Regions from separate parts of the Mus musculus genome. Here regions 2 and 3 are each linked to region 1. Evidence: chromatin contacts called from public HiChIP or PLAC-seq data. All regions are on one chromosome and are shown on one strand. Each heading gives the region's core, a stretch centred on a gene start, on an enhancer-like site or on the middle of the called end of the contact. The rest is flanking DNA. Distances are from core to core; before and after follow the strand shown.

Region 1 (3,120 bases), core at 163-2,662:
AAAAAAATGGGTTCAAATTCTTCCTAGGCCATTTCTTAGCCTGTGACCTCAAGTGGTCACTCTCTCTGTCTCAGTCACTGTGTGTGTGTGTGTGTGTGTGTGTGTGTGTGTGTGTGTGTGTGAGTGTGTGTGTGTGTGTGTGTGTGTGTGTGTGTTTGGTTTGTTTTTTTGGTTTTTTTTTTTTTTTTTTTTTGGTTATTCGAGACAGGGTTTCTCTGTATAGCCCTGGCTGTCCTGGAACTCACTTTGTAGACCAGGCTGGCCTCAAACTCAGAAATCTGCCTGCCTCTGCCTCCCAAGTGCTGGGATTAAAGGCGTGCGCCACCACACCTGGCTAGTCACTGTGTTTTTAAAGGGACTGTCAGGGCACTCTGCAGCCAGAGCCAGCCACCTAGTAAACGTGGCCACTACCATCCTTACATTTATTTCCAGACCTGGAACTTTCTGCCCTACCCCTCCCCAGTCCTCCTCACAGCTGGAAGCCTGCTCCAGCAAGGAAGACACCCTATAAGCCTCGCAGGATGCTTTTTTAAAAAGCTCTCTGTGGGGAAGTCAGCGCTGGAGCACTTTTCTAGTGTGCATGGGGACTTGGGTCCTGTTCCCAGAAGTTCCAGAAGTCCAGGGCCTGTGAGATGGCTCAGCAGCTGAGGGTTTTCCCCCAGGACCCGAGTAAAGGTGGGAAGGAAGAACTAACCCACACAACTGTCCTGACCTTCATTGTGTGCCACGGTTCACTGCACACACAGACGCAGCAAGAACACGCACACTACAATTTCACATCTTCTTTTAAAAGACACCTTTCTTTTGCAGTCTAAGCCAGTCCAAACAGACCCATACGTATCAAGGTATGTGGGGGAGGGATGTAGGCTCTAACTCAGCTTCTTGTAGGATCCGGACAGCTTAATGAAACCCTGGCTGCCTCAGTTTTATCATAAAAGTACATTTTAATTAGGGAAAAAGAAATAAAAAATTGATACTTGTATTATGCCATGCAAGCATAAAACATTCCTATGGGGTGGGGATATATTGCCCCTCTCAAAAAACGTGAAAACGGTGCTCCAAAGTCAAGGTCAGACTGACTTCTTGGTATTTAAGCCACCTACGAAGGAATATTCAAAAGGTCTCCCAAACCGGCCTCTGGTATGATGGCTAAAGTCCAAACAGAGGACAAGATCACTGTTGGTGCCCTCCTGGGGGTGAGGCACTTGAAGGGAGCTTGAAGCCCACCTCCCTTGCAAGCAGTCCCTGCAGATGCTGGGCTCCATGCCCTGCACATGCGCACTAAGCAGCAACACGCCCACCACCAGGAGCCTGTAGACACAAAAAATGCCTGGAACCGCCCAGCCCCGATTGAGGGAACCAAGCCTTCCCGGTGCAGCCTTCCCAGGGCCGCCACTCTGCAACTGGGAGGTGACAGATCCCATGTTCCTACCCCAAGAGGTGGCCTGGCACATACCGTACAGAAGTCTATTTTTCTCCCTACTGGTGCCTTTCAACGGATACATTTTTTTTTAAGGCGAGAACTCCTACTGATAGTGCAGAAATGAGTCAGAGATCAAAGAAGGAGACAGACATCCACGCCAGCGCGTGTGAGCGAGGGACTCTGGCGAGGGAACCTGACAGTCCCCGCGCCCCTTCCCCCCCTCGTGCCAAGACATTAATTCTCACAAGTCGGAGAAAATTACTATGCATGAATGCAAAAAGCATGATCAGGAGTAATTAACATGGCTTCATATGCAAATTTTATTAATGCAGAAGTACAAAGTCATTATGCAAATGAAACTTACGTCAACTCTCTTGACAAATATTCATCTCTCTGAGCTCAAGTTTCTCTTTTTTATTTATTTATTTAATTCTATTTCTTCCCTACCCCCTTTCTCCTTGTTTTTTTGGGTTGTTTTGTTTTGTTTTTTGGTGGGACTAGGGTGGACTGAGGAGGGAGGTTTGTGGTTCTGGTGTCCCGAGAGGGCCCAGCAAGCTACAAGGGCTGTTTGACAAGTTTGCTAAGTTGTTTTCAACCAGAGAAATTTATTCTTGCATTGTTGATTTTTTTTTTAAAGTTGTTGGCAGGTATAAGACAGCTCATAGGAGAAGGGAAATTTAAAAAAAAAAAAAAAAAAAAAAAAAGGTCTATGGGCAGCAGGCAGCCAATCAAAACGCCAGAGCCAGTAATGAGAGCGATTGATGGCTGTTTGGCTTTTACTGCGGGGTAATGAACTAGAATCCAGTCTGAGGAGGGGGGGAGAATATGAATATTCATGAGACTGTGCTCCTGCGTTTGATGATTAAAGAAATTTTTAATATTCAAATAAGCGCTTGCCAAGTGATTAACAAAGAACAAGCACGCAGAAATATGGAAATGGGAGCCGGGGAAGATTCGAGAGGCGAGCATACTGTGCGGGAAGGCAGCCCCGGATTTCGTAAACAAGATAGGCAGATAACCCAATTCGCACGCAGGCAAATAAAAACATTTGTTTCTGATCACTTAAATATTTTGCCAGCTACTTTGTCTTAAGGATGATAAAAAAATGCTGTGTATTAAGAGGGTAGAGGAAAAATAACATGGAACCAGACGCATTGCTCATATTTAAGAGTCATTATCCTGACTCTAACCCGCCTCCTCCCAGCCCGACAGGAAATTAAGATTCTTTTTCCGGTTTGGTAGAGAGAGAAGATGGAGGTGAGGGCAGATTAGACTTGAAAAGCATGATGCCCCGTGGTGGTACCATGTAGATAGGCACAAATCATAATACGAAGCTTCTGGTCTGTTCCAGAGGCCCAAGAATTGGGGGACCGTGCCACATAGGGATGAGGGGCACTGGTGCCCACGGCCTGGGCATCTCAGGGTCTGCTCTCACTGGCCCTGGTGTGAACACACGAAGTAGGAACAGAGAAAGCCAGCAGCCACTCAGAGGAAGCTGAGCAACCAACTCCTAGATGTCTGCTGCTGAGGCTGAGCTCGTACAGTAAGGGCTCCACCACAGGTCACGAGGAAGCACATCATAACGGTATTAGCTGGTAAAATGATCCTGCAGTTAAAATTCACCTAATTAGCAGCCAATGACATCCATGTTGGCAATTTCCTATTTCAAAGGGGTGGGGTGCCACCTTAATGGAAAC
Region 2 (3,120 bases), core at 415-2,914, 880 kb before region 1:
GCATGTCAGGGGGCCATTTTGGAAAAATCTCCTGGTCTTCAGTTTTCCGCTGCCTCCTGTCAGCCAGGCTGGAAAGGGGAGAAGAGGCAGGAATGAGAGCAAGAAAAGACCGGCTCCCTGGCAGACAGGGCTGGGGGGCTCCTGACACCCTCAAATGAGTCTGTCCGAGGTGAGCTGGGGATGGGATGTCTGGGTGGAAATGGGATAGTTCACAGATGTGGACCCTGCCATGAGTCAGCCCTTTGTCTCCTGAACTTTTCACACTGGTAAAAGGGAGCTGGAGGTGAAGAGGGGGTTTGTGTGTATCTGCTTAAGAAGGGGTGGAGGTGGGGGGCTCTCTCTGCCATGAAAGGTGGGTTTGGGTAGGGGTCAGGCGAGGCAGAGGAAGAAAGAGCAGGCCGAGATGCGGAGGGCGAAAAGGAAAAAGGCATCAACACATACTGCTTTCCTTCTCGGCTACAGTGGGTTCTACCCCAAGGAAACAGTGAACTTCACAGTGTAAGAGGCAGCTGAAATTTAGAATTATTGTTTCCTTCTAACAGAAGACTCATTTTCCACGGCCACATTTGCAGCATAATAAGCTTTTTGTTATTTTTTCAATTAGAGTCAATTGACCTAACAAAATGCTCGGCAATTAAGTGATTTTTGTAATGGTCCGGGGGTAATTTAGCCGAGCTTGTCAGCTGTGTTTCATGAAGCCGAGCTGTCTCTTTTTTTCCCCCTTCCACTGCCTCTCTCTCCTCTCTCTCTCTCTCTCTCCCTCTCCTCTCTCTCCCTCTCTCTCTTTCTCTCTTGAGCATAATGGCTCATAATTTCGAAAGCTCTCCCTTCTGTTTCCCTCACAATAATTCGCAATTACAGGAAGTTGTTGGAGGTGATTTTTTTTTCTACCTTGCCTTTTGAGTCAGTAATTTTAAATAAAATGTACATACTTATAAAAAGCCAGCTATTACTGAAATCACTTTTTGTGTAAACTCAATTATTTTATGAATAGTGACACCGGCTTACACTGGGTCCCACTCTGAAGCCCGAGGCTTTATTATCTTCTGAGGAAAAGGGGGTGGAGAGACTCACAGCACTCTCTCTAAATCAAACCAGCTCCCAAGGGGGTAAACATAACTTCAGAAGAGCAGAGGGGATCCGGGTCACCTGGCTGTGGAGAACGGCTGGAGTGTCCACTCCCTGGGCCCTGGCCAAGTCTAGTATCCCATCCCCCGGACCAGGGCCATGGCTGGACCCAAGCCTCTCACCCACTGATTTATGGGGGAAGTCTTCATTTGCCTAATTGATTCATTTCCCTAAGCCGACATCTGGAGTTAGAATTTCTTTTAAAGGCTGTAGTGGGATGCGATGACAGGCTCCGATGCTCTTCCACCGAGGGACTTCCTGTCTACACCTATCTTAAACGGGTCCTATCCGCACCCATGCAAGCAGAGGGGCAACGGTGGGGACACCATGCGGCTGGGGTTCTCTCATATAGATTCACCCAGGACGCCTCTCAAGTCATTACCAAGATGCATCTTTAGCCTTCCCAATGCTCACATCTGCCCGGCTGTCTTTGTTTTGAAAGGGTTTCGGCTTCCCACCCCTTAGCTGACACCCTTTTGACAAGCAAGCCAGAAGCAGCCCACTTCATGCCTTGGCAGGGAACTCTGCCAGGAGGGGGCAGTAGAAGAGCAAGACAGCCAAACCCCATTGTGGACAGCCCACCAGCTCAGGGAGGCCTGGCCTCTCCCTATGCACCTGCAACCCAGTGCTAAACATCCCTTAGTATGTATCACCATACCGCCCTGGGACCCATCCCCCATACCTGTTTGGATACTATCTCGTCAAATGCCCCTCAATTTTTCTAGGGTTAGACATCCCTAATAACACCTTGAAGGCTATGGCCACTGCCAGCCGGATGCTCGGAGCCCTGGGCATGTTTCCTTCTGACTTGGAGTCGGGGGATGGAAGACTCCTTGGAAGAATCTGGAACAACTGCACTAGACCTTAAAAGACAGGTACACAGCATTAAATAAATCGTAATTTCCCTAACCATAACATAGGAAGTTTAGATAGATGTCTTCTATGAGGACTTCCAATCGGAAGTTGCCTACCAAGACGCAGTGTATATAACATCACATTTCTGTTCTTTTTGTAAAGTTAGGAGGGATCTCTGTTCAACTCCAAATGCCCCTCTCCCTTCTCCTTCTCCTCCTCCTCCTCCTCCTCCTCCTCCTCCTCCTCCCTCTCTCTCTACTTCCATCCTTCCTTCTCTCTCTCTCTGTCCCTCTCCCTCCAATGAATAATTTGCCCTAAGCTAAGGCATAAAGATATTCTGGAGACAGTTATTTCATAGCTCTTAACAAGGGGGTGTGCTTTCCAGGGGGGGGGGTGATTCAGACCTGTAACTTTGAGCTAATGGAGATACTTGAATCATTTCTCCATAGTCATGGGCAGCCTTAGGCTTGGCTTTAGTTCAGCTTCTAAGCCACTGTGTTTTGGCCTGGCTGGGGCTTGGCCCAGCCTCTCAAGGCTTTGTTTAATCCACTGAACCTCTCATCTCTCTGACTATAAAAGCCTCAGCTACAGTCCTGAATAGCATCTTGCAGAAGAAAGAACCCAAAGCAGAAAGTATTAGACTTTCATCCAGCACCATAGGAGGGATGTAGTTATTAAATTTCAGCTGCTTATCAAACTGATATGAAAGTCATTTTGCATGATTGCACTGCATCCTGGAATCTTACGCTTTTATTTGCTGTGTATCTCTGTGCTTTCTTATTAGAAAAATACTCAAAGGATGAAAAAAAAAAAGCTGATAATATTATTCAGTTTTGACAATTAGGTAGGGAAAAAAATTCAAAGCAATGCTTTTCCACTGCAGCTGGCAATAAACTCGGGGTTCCCCTGATAGCAGTCTACACAGGGCTACCCAAGGTGACACTGGCTTTGTCTTCTAATGGCCACCTACTGGTTTTACTGGAGTGGGGGAAGAGTCCCAGTCTGTCCTGTAGTGTCTATGAATGGCACTGGTGGAATCTTCCAGATTCCTCTTTATCTGCTCACTCTGACTTCATGTCACCACCACAGTGCTGGTTGGTAGTGGACCCCTTGGAAGGGTAACTTTGCTCTTAATTA
Region 3 (3,120 bases), core at 174-2,673, 570 kb before region 1:
CCAAAGTGTTGAAGTTGAGCAGACTTATTATGTAAACTCAGTTGTAAAGAGATTATATGATCCCCTTACCCAGAGCTGAGAACAGGATAGCAGAAGAGAGGAGATGAGTTCTGTGGGCTGAGTTTAGAACTGCATGGAGGAAGGTGAAAAGGCTGAGATTTCACTCCTGGGGAATTTTTAAATGACAGCCATGGGGAAGCGGGAATTTTAGGTCTTTGATGTGTATTAATTAGATATCTTTCAACCTTTGAAATTTCCTTAACAGACTACATGACTACATAAAACCCAAAGGACTTTCAGCTTCATTTTGACTGCTAGAATGTCCTGTGCAGATGTAAGTCTACATCCAGAGAGTAGCACCCAAGCCTTGGGAGTTATCTGGGCTCTACACTTAATATCTCCTTGACTTGGCCTGACCGCCTGTGTCCCCTGAAATTCACATCAGTTGTAACCCAACCATGGGTGGCTTGTTGTTAGGAGGTGGGAGCCTGGGAGGTGATTAAGTTAGGGGCAGAACCCTCTGGGATGGAGAAAGTTGTCACTTCTCCTTCCTGTGCAGTCGATCTATGACGTCAGAGGCAGGTGCTCAAACATAGGCCAGGACCTTGGACTCGAAGCAGAAACTCAATGGTTGTTGAACTTATTCTAATGGTGAAGCAGGACTTGAAGCCATTAAGTAATATTTCCAAAGTCATAGAAGTGGCGACTGTCAATTTCAAAATTTGACCTCAGTTGGCTGCCTCCAAATCTCTTGGCCACACACTTGCAGACACTCAGTGAGAGAGACTAAATTGGCATCATCCTTAGGAAAATGCAGAGGTGTTTAAGTCCAGTCTTTTGTGAGGTATTGGACACATCTTTGGTAACTGAGAGCTGACAACCCATCATGTAAGAAAACAGAGAATGAGGCTCCAGGAGGCTTAGAATCTAAACCAAATTGCCTGCCTCTTAGCTCCAACTTCAGAGGCATCCAGGCTACCCTGGAGATGGGCTGAGGGAAAGGAAGAAAAATCAAGTTTGACTCACCTATCTCCCATAAAACCATTTTCTACAGACTTTTAACAGATCAGCTGGCTTCTTTGTCCAAAGTTATTTCATTTCAAGAATGAAGGTTGCTCTCTGCAGTTAGCTCACGACTCTGAGTGGCTGGTGAGGCAGGGCTTGTGATCCTCCATCTTTGACTTGGAAGTGCACGGATAGAGCCGTGGGACCAACAGCCAGAGGAGGTTCAGTACCCAGAGTTTCCCCTTCCCTACACCATCTGTTGTTGACTTCAGAAACCTGCACTTAGAATCACATGAGGAGACATGTCACATCTGTAAAATAAGCTTTCCTCGCTTACGATGAAAAGCCGTAAGCAGGTAGAGCCCAGAACGCTGGCTGCATCCAGTTGTCTATTCCACGTGATGCTGGGCACATGTCATCCTCCTCCCCAGCCTCAGCTGACACAGGAAATGACTAATTCCTGCCCTTACCGTCTCATAGGCTGCTTAAGAAGATGAAATTAAATAATGAACACTCTCAGAGCTCTCTATATTGTGAACACTGTGCGCATGCAAGCGGTTATTATTAATTATGGTTTGGTTTGGAGCGCCAAGCAGTTTCTCGAAGCTTAACTAATAATCACCTGAAGAACCAAGAGGGAAATATTTATAGAGGAGATGTTTGCTTTTCCTCGCACGAATTATCAATTGCTCTCATCTGGTGTTTCAATTAATAAGGTGTGTGTTTTTAATTGAAATAAGGTTAAGTCTCGGAAAGAATAATTTCAGAAGAACATGAATTATGGAATAAAAGAAAGGCAACCGCAGTGGGGAGGAAACTGCTATCTGGAAGCAGGAAGATCCTGGGTGAATTCCTGAAGAAAGGACACTGATTGCTTCTATTGTTAAGGCTGCTGGTTTTTTCCGTTGGAGATAATCTTCACCCATTTTCATCTTCCTTGTCAGATTTTGTGGCTTTTCACATCGCAACACGTCATCACCATGTCAGGGTCCTGAAGGATGCCACTGATGCCAAGAAGAGCAAAGCAGACAGGGAAACTAGGGAGAGTCTGAGGAGGGCCTTGATCCCTGAAAGATGGATGACTGAGATGAACCCCAAGGCAAGTCTTCAGGAGCCACACTGCCAACTCACTGTTTAGGTCTGAAGGAACTAATTGCTCAAAGTCTTCATTTCTTCTTGCCTGTTCCACATCTTCAGGCCCAAGAAAATCTCACATCACTAGAGAAAACCAAGGGGACCTCCACAATGATTCCTGGTCCCCATACTGATTGTCCAGTCCTTTTCCTGCTTCCTAGCCTAGCAAGAAACTAATGGAAAACAAGCAAGCAAGCAAACAAACAAACATCCTTTCCTTTCCACAAAACTTAGGGTAGCAGGATACACATTCTTTCTTTTACTTGAGACAAATAAAAAAAAAAAGAAGTCATATTATGTGATGCAATGATTTTAAATTTAGAGACATTGATCTAAAAGTAACTGTCAATACACACACACACAAACATACACACACAAATGCACATGCACACGCACACACACACACACACACACACACACGAACATACACACACAAACACACATGCACACACACACACAAAAGCACATGCACACACACACCCCAAGAGGTCCCTGAGTATAGGGCTACACTTAAGGGGATACAAAGACCAGTGGCTTTCCTGATTTGAGCCCATGAAGCTAGGAGGCCAGAGAAGCACATTTGCTGAAGTTCATAGACGAAAGAGGAAAGCTACACACACACAGAGAGAATCTCTGAGAATTCCTACATAGGAAACAGGAGCCAGTTACTGCATCTATGGAAGGAAATAGCCTACATAAGTAAACAGGGGCCAGTTACTGCATCCATAGGAGGAAATATCCAAGATGAGGGCTTCATGAGACTGAAAGAACAATCCTTAGATGCACCAGGAGAAACTGTCCCCACCATACACAGTAGAAGCCTCATGCATCAGCAGAGAACACTCCTGTCTCTACATCCAGGAGGATCCGACACTACATCCCAGAGGACCGAACACTCCTTTGCCGTCTCCTCACAAGGGAAAGACTCAAGCTGCTTCAAGTCATGGGCCCAGATTCTGAGGCAAGCCTTAAATATAGTTC

What was found. HiChIP or PLAC-seq counts read pairs in DNA pulled down with a chosen protein or histone mark.
Region 2: an H3K4me3 HiChIP or PLAC-seq map of embryonic basal ganglia shows a contact between it and region 1, with 7 times the contacts expected there. The contact joins two enhancer-like sites. A contact is called at or near these places in 11 of 115 datasets of contacts at active chromatin or transcription factors (SST interneurons, craniofacial prominence, embryonic basal ganglia and 8 more).
Region 3: an H3K27ac HiChIP or PLAC-seq map of thymic regulatory T cells shows a contact between it and region 1, with 12 times the contacts expected there. The contact joins two enhancer-like sites. A contact is called at or near these places in 8 of 115 datasets of contacts at active chromatin or transcription factors (cardiomyocytes, embryonic basal ganglia, embryonic forebrain and 5 more) and 1 of 9 other capture datasets (embryonic stem cells).

What each region holds. Positions count from the first base shown.
Region 1 is chr12:107,968,614-107,971,733 of GRCm38.p6, forward strand. The region is part of intron 2 of Bcl11b (B cell leukemia/lymphoma 11B); the gene reads right to left. Among named protein-coding and RNA genes, the nearest start is that of Bcl11b, 33 kb to the right of the region's middle. Within about 2 kb of position 1,413, at least 39 of the 459 cell types and tissues checked have an H3K27ac peak or open chromatin away from gene starts, as enhancers often do. A contact at or near this core is called in SST interneurons, embryonic basal ganglia, memory CD8 T cells and 1 more, where this site is marked.
Region 2 is chr12:107,084,772-107,087,891 of GRCm38.p6, forward strand. It overlaps Gm16086 (a long non-coding RNA gene), which reads right to left. Exons shown (of 5, transcript XR_381903.3): 2 at 1-68. Among named protein-coding and RNA genes, the nearest start is that of Gm16086, 14 kb to the right of the region's middle. Within about 2 kb of position 1,665, at least 39 of the 459 cell types and tissues checked have an H3K27ac peak or open chromatin away from gene starts, as enhancers often do. A contact at or near this core is called in SST interneurons, embryonic basal ganglia, memory CD8 T cells and 1 more, where this site is marked.
Region 3 is chr12:107,403,593-107,406,712 of GRCm38.p6, forward strand. No RefSeq gene overlaps it. Among named protein-coding and RNA genes, the nearest start is that of Gm33236, 240 kb to the right of the region's middle. Within about 2 kb of position 1,424, at least 5 of the 459 cell types and tissues checked have an H3K27ac peak or open chromatin away from gene starts, as enhancers often do. A contact at or near this core is called in thymic regulatory T cells, where this site is marked.